Regions from separate parts of the Anas platyrhynchos genome. Here region 2 is linked to region 1. A link is a contact called in public Hi-C data. All regions are on one chromosome and are shown on one strand. The core of a region is the stretch at or near the end of the contact, and the rest is flanking DNA. Distances in the headings are between cores, read along the strand shown.

Evidence for each region. A called contact is a pair of places that touch in the nucleus more often than the background predicts.
Region 2: a contact with region 1 is called in a Hi-C map of F1 follicle, with 3 times the contacts expected there. The contact joins the promoter of TSSK6 here to the promoter of STAT4 in region 1. A contact is called at or near these places in 4 of 8 Hi-C or Micro-C datasets (F1 follicle, liver, skeletal muscle and 1 more).

The regions. Positions count from the first base shown.
Region 1 is chr7:36,323,075-36,326,069 of IASCAAS_PekinDuck_T2T, reverse strand. STAT4 (signal transducer and activator of transcription 4) reads left to right here and starts at 1,464. Exons shown (of 24, transcript XM_072040507.1): 1 at 1,464-1,808. It overlaps LOC119717429 (a long non-coding RNA gene), which reads right to left and starts at 345. Exons shown (of 2, transcript XR_005266939.2): 1 at 40-345.
Region 2 is chr7:36,451,490-36,454,484 of IASCAAS_PekinDuck_T2T, reverse strand. TSSK6 (testis specific serine kinase 6) reads left to right here and starts at 1,603. Exons shown (of 1, transcript XM_038182391.2): 1 at 1,603-2,995. The coding sequence starts at 1,772. The coding sequence ends at 2,605. It overlaps LOC106018973 (a long non-coding RNA gene), which reads right to left. Exons shown (of 7, transcript XR_011810496.1): 3 at 147-291.

The sequences.
Region 1 (2,995 bases), core at 215-2,714:
GAACAAAACCTTGTGCAGCAATGATTAAATTTGACCTACCACACTCAATGAGGGCTTGAACCTTTCGCTGGCCAGTTCCCACCCATGCTCCTAGCCACCTCCAGCTGAGGGCTGCAGCCTCACCACGCTGTTGTGCCTGGATGTCCCTCAAGAAACTCCCTCTCACCCCAGGGCTGCCCCAGGCTTTTTACCTCTGCCCTCTGCTCCACACCTGCCTGGCTGGCCCCACAGCTGTCCCCATTTTGGCCATCATCCTGCCTTCCCCATAGCATGTGCCACAGAGCGGGGCAGGGATGGAGGACCCCTCTTCCCGGACACCGATCTCTCCAAACCTCAGGTGAGGAGCAGCCTCTCATTACCCTAGTTTTGGGGAATGACACTTACCTGATTCTTTTTCTCACCGGCTCTTGAAGCAAACCTGAATAGATGCTAGCACCAGATAGCAAGCAGCACAACGTTATCGTAATAGCAACCGCTCCATCATAAAGCTGCTTTTCTAGGTTAGTGGAGAGGGCCAAGCAAAAATCAGAGGGACTGGATCCCTGTTACTCTTTTATTTACTGCGATGGCATGAGCTACCTGTCTTCTGACCATTATGGATATCAGTTCTGAAAGGATGCTTAGAAAATAAGTACTTAATCCAAAAGGAAAATAAATAGCTATCAATATTTATTTAAAGGATAAAGAAAAAGTGTGGTGCAATAGTTCCCCCTACTGACAGCCTGAAATTAAATTACTAATAAATGTTATTTCCTGGGCGGTCCTCACATTGCTGAGTGTCCCAGTGTTGCACCTACACGAGCCTACTGGTACACCATAAACCACGTAAAAATCAGTCACCTTAGAAAACTATGAAGATTTCCCAAATGGTAGAGAAACAAATCTGAGAAAATGCCAGTAGATCCCTCAGATCATTCATCACGTATGCAAAAGGGCAGTATGCAGTCTCACAGAAAGAGGATTATAACACGTGCGTGAATGTGTGTACTCTGAATTAGACGCTGGGATGTCCATGAGCAAAAAAACAGGAGCACAGGTAAAGTGCTGCTGTATCTCCTCCTCTCTGTGTGACACATTTGGGTCTGAGCAAGTCAAACTGTCAAACTGAAAATGCTAATGTGGTTTTGTACACTGATTATTTAATAAAATCCTAAAGAAAACGCTCCAGTACGTTATAGCTTCATCTCACTTGAAAAAGGTAATGGACAAATATGCAACAGTACAAGACGAAAGGACATTAAATACAGAGACTGCAGAAGTGCACACTTCTATAAATCAGGATTTTGCAGAGGTCTGTTATGATCCTGGCTCTCAAAATAAAAATGCACATGAAAAAAAATCTAAATGCTATTAAAAAAAAAGCCTGATCTCATTTCAAGCACATGTATGGTGAAGATGACGTCTACCAGCAGATCTGGAAGTTACCTATGTATCAGAGAGTCTCACATCACTTTCAATTCTCCCTCTGCTCTGTCTGGAAAATGTAATTACACATCAGCAGTGACACGCACCTTCCTTTTAACTACATCTCCCGCACCTGGCTTTCTCACTTGCACGAGGTTTCATGTTCCTCCAGCCCAGCGCCTAACACTGCTCCAGCAGCTCACTGGCACTTCCCGAGAGCACGCCTTTTGTTCGCTGCTTGTACAGCTTGGCACGGAGAAGCCTTGCTCGTGACTGGGGTTTCTGGTAACACACGATGTTACAAATAAAATAATAATTGCCCAAAGGAAGCCTCTTTAGGGCAGACTGCAGCTGCTTTGTGTGACATCAAAGACTCGATCCTACCATTCAAGCTCTGTGCTGAGGTAAGACAGATTTGAAATTGTCCTAATTTAGCATTTGCCATTTGCTTTGGTTTTAGCAACGATGCACCTGACGTTACAGAGATCCATTTTCCAATAATGTATTTAGAGAAAAAATAATACTCGGAGCATGCCTGTTGTCATAACCCTGTCATAATAATATTTACTGATCCGGATGGTGTCAGGCTGTTAACCCTTTAGGACAGGGACCGAGCCTTTTATCTGAGGCGCTGCCTGAAACGAGCAGCGCGGGCAGCCGCTGCAGGAAGTGGCAGCACGTAGCATTTCCACGCTGTTCCTCCAAACTCCTCTCAGGGCTGTCCTCAGCCTTTTCACGAGCGCTAATTGCAAAAGCTGGCTAGCGAAGCTCCCGTGCCAGAAAGCTGCTGGCCCCCTGATCCCGGTGGAGAGGGAGCAGCCTGGCTCCCTGGGAGCGCGACAGGCCGCAGCCCTCTGCCTTCCACACAGGCTCGGGCGCCACAGTATAAACTGGAGATTTTTTTAAATTTTTGGCTCAATAACCTCCTTCTGGCCATTTCCTAAGTGCCAGAGCCGTGTCACGCCAGCTGACCCAGCGCGGCGCGGTGACTGCTGCGTGGCCACGCTGCTCGCCGTGTTTCGTAGCCCAGACACGACTCTCGCTCCCGTCCCGCTCCCCGGGGCGGCGAGGGCGCAGCTGACGCACAGGAAAAGCTGCCGGGACGGGGCTGGGGCGGCATAAAGCACGGGGCAAGGCGGCAGACACGCCTGGGGACGCCGCCTGCAGCAGGGCTCGGCTGGGGAGCGCTCGCACAGGCAAGTGGGGGCATCCTGGGGGGGGGCTCTGTCTGGTCGTCTGTCCCGCTGTCCATCCACCCCAAGCACATCTTCAAAAGGCCTCGTGCCCGGGGGATGCGGGGTGCTGAAGGCAGCGAATGGAGGGGTGCCTTTTACTTCACTCCGGGGGGCTCTTGCCCCCCGGCTGGGCCAGTAGCAGGCTCACGGGCCTGGGGGTCCCCACCACCAGGGGTAAGCGGGGCACCCAGCTCCTCAAGCGGCCTCCATGCCGCTCTGTCAGGGCACAAATGTGGAGTTTCTCTGCCAGAGAGACTGCGGGGAACGCACCTTGCATCGGTACAGATCATAGATCCAGATACAGGCTGACAGATAAAAGCAGAAGTACCTGAACGAGCACCTCGCAGCACAAAAAG
Region 2 (2,995 bases), core at 354-2,853, 130 kb before region 1:
TGCAAAAAAAAAACCAACCTGCCAGCAGGACGCCCTGCAGCCCGTACCCAGCCGGGTCAGGTCACAGGCCTGCACCTGCGAGGAGTGGGAACGTTTTGGGGGCAGAATTTGGAGCCCTCCGAGGCGAGGTGCTCCACGCTGCGTACCTGCAGAGCGCTCAGGCCCCACACGAGGTTAATTTGGAAATCTTCGTGAAAATAAGCATCTGAAAGCCCAGGGGCTCAGCTTCCTTCTCAGGCACCCGTCTGAAACGCGCCACTGTGAGCCGGGTACCACGGGCAGCAGGACCTGCTGTGGAGGGATTGGAAGGAAAAGAGAATTTTATGTTTTTCTACCAATAAACGTTGAGCCAGCAGCTAACAAGGCAAAAATCCACTTCCCAGTAACCTACGCACAGCACAGCACAAGGAGCCCAAGTGTCTTTCCTCCTCCTCTGCCCGGCAGCATCCTGCAGACACGAAACCCCTCCTTCGTTCCTGTGGCTGCCTTTCTCTGGAGCTCCTTCCCAAAAGTCCCCGGCCGTGCTGCGAGCTGCGGAGCAGGCTGAGAAGAGGGCCGGGCAGCAGCGCCTGCATGGCTGCAAACCAGCCCAGCTCCTCCCGGCTTAGCCCGCAGCGTACAGGAGGGGGAGCGTTTGCTGCAGTATTTGCTGCAGGACTTGCTGCTTCCCCGTGCCCACCTGGGCTCGCTCTCCCGTCCCCCTGTTAGGGGAGGACTCCTTGAATCATTTCTGAGCCTGCATTTGTCTCCCTCAGCCGAGCTTGGCCACAAAATTACCCCTTCCCCTTTCAGCATCACTCATTGCCTCTTCAGTTTTCCCACCCCGCTTTAGACAACGTCTCCTGTTATTACAGGGGGCTTCAAAGAGGTTTCCCGTAAACAAGGATTTGATCTACAAGCTTTGGGGACACGCACATGGCTTGAGCTCCATCTCCTGTTTCAGGAGCCACACCAAGCATCAGCCAGACCCCTGTAGCTACACACACGCCCTCCTGGCCAGCAGATCGCGGGCAGCTGAATTTTCCTGAGATGTTCTGGTAGTAAGAAGGGAAGGAAGGCCCGGTGTAAGCATTTTCCCTTATAAAAATACCCAATTTCATTCATTCAGTTCTATATTCAGCAGATAACACTCAGCATCGTGATCGCTGCCCCTGGGAGCCAGGGCAAAGCAGCCCCACAGCACGTGTGCAGCTGTGTGTGCGCGGCTCCACTGCTTTCATCTCAAGTGACCTCGCAAGGCTGACAAGCTGGGCTCACGAGAAGCCTTTTCTCAGCCTTTGGTTGAGTCTCACCCCTCGTTAGCACCCATTTAAGCAAAATATATATTCAAAACTTAAAAACAGCATCCGGGACTGCGGATGTTTTGTGGTCCTGGGCTCCTTTTTCTAGCCAGAAAGGCAACGTTTCAGCTCATCATCGGATAATTCTCTTGAAAACGCAAATGAAGAGGAGAAAAATGGTTTTAAAAACACCTATGTAAATAAATATATAAAATAATACGTATTTGGCAGTGAGAGCCCTCCCCGTGTGTGCATGGACATGCCCAGGGCAGCCGTGGTGGGCAGCAGCAGACGCCTCCCGTCTCACAAAGGCTGTGCCCCACAGTTCTCCGCCCCATCACAATGCCCGGGTGAGCCCCGAGGCCCGCGGTGGCAGCTGTGGGGCCATGGGGGGAGAGTGAAGGCCACCGAGTGCCACGCGCCATGCGTTGAAGTCCTCGAGCCCTGGAGCAGAAGGCCCGCTGTGGTGAGGCCCGCCGGGATCGCTTGACATGCCGAAAACCGACGCGGGCGAGAGGCTGCTCTGCGAGCTGGGCTACAAGCTGGGCCAGACCCTGGGCGAGGGCAGCTTCTCCAAGGTGAAAGAGGTCACCTCCAGCAAGTACAAGGTCCCCTTGGCCGTCAAGGTGGTGGACCGGCGCCGAGCCCCCCCGGCCTTCGTCTACAAGTTCCTGCCGCGGGAGCTCTCCATCCTGCGCAGGATCCGGCACCCCAACATCGTGCGCATCTTCGAGCTGATCGAGGTGTGCAACGGCAAGCTCTACATCGTGATGGAGGCGGCGGCCACCGACCTGCTGGAGCTGGTGCAGCAGCGGGGGAAGCTGCCCTGCGTCCCCGAGGCCCGCGACATCTTCGCCCAGGTGGTGGGGGCCGTGCGCTACCTGCACGACCGCAACCTGGTGCACCGGGACCTCAAGTGCGAGAACGTGCTGCTGGCTGCCGACGGCCGCCGGGCCAAGCTGACCGATTTCGGGTTCAGCAAGGAGGCCGGCACCTTCCCGGAGCTGAGCACCACCTTCTGCGGCTCGGCAGCCTACGCGTCCCCCGAGGTGCTGCTGGGCATCCCCTACGACGCCAAGAAGTACGACGTGTGGAGCTTGGGGGTGATGCTCTTCGTGATGGTGACCGGCTACATGCCCTTCAACGACACGCACATCCGCAGCATGCCCCAGCAGCAGAAGCAGGGGGTGCTGTACCCGGAGGGGCAGCCCCCGCTGCCGGAGCCCTGCCGAGCCCTCATCGCCCAGCTGCTGCGCTTCAGCCCGGCCGCGCGGCCCGGCGTGGGGCAGGTGGCCAAGAACAGCTGGCTGAAGGGGGACATCTGAGGGAGGAGACCCTCAGGGCGCTCACACCTTGGCACAATCAATGCTGTAGAGGAAAAAATAGGTGTTAATTGATTGTTTCCAGCTGCGGGCTGTGGGCGGGATTGAGCTCGATGCGTTGGCGAGGCCGCCTGGTGGTTCAGGTGGTGGTGGTGGCATCAAGAAGGCGGCCGTGCCCCTTCACAAAGGGGACAAATGAGCCCACTGCACGTCAGGCTTCAAGCCACGCTGACCGTGGTGAGCAAGGGCTAAGAGCAAACCGCCAGGCTGCTCACCCCAGAGCACCTCCGGGGGCCAGGTCTGAGCTCTCCCACCGAGCCAGCCTTGTTTGCCACCAAAACGGGTTGAGATGAGGTGGGGGAGAAGCGGTGGTCCCGTAAATCACTACTGCAG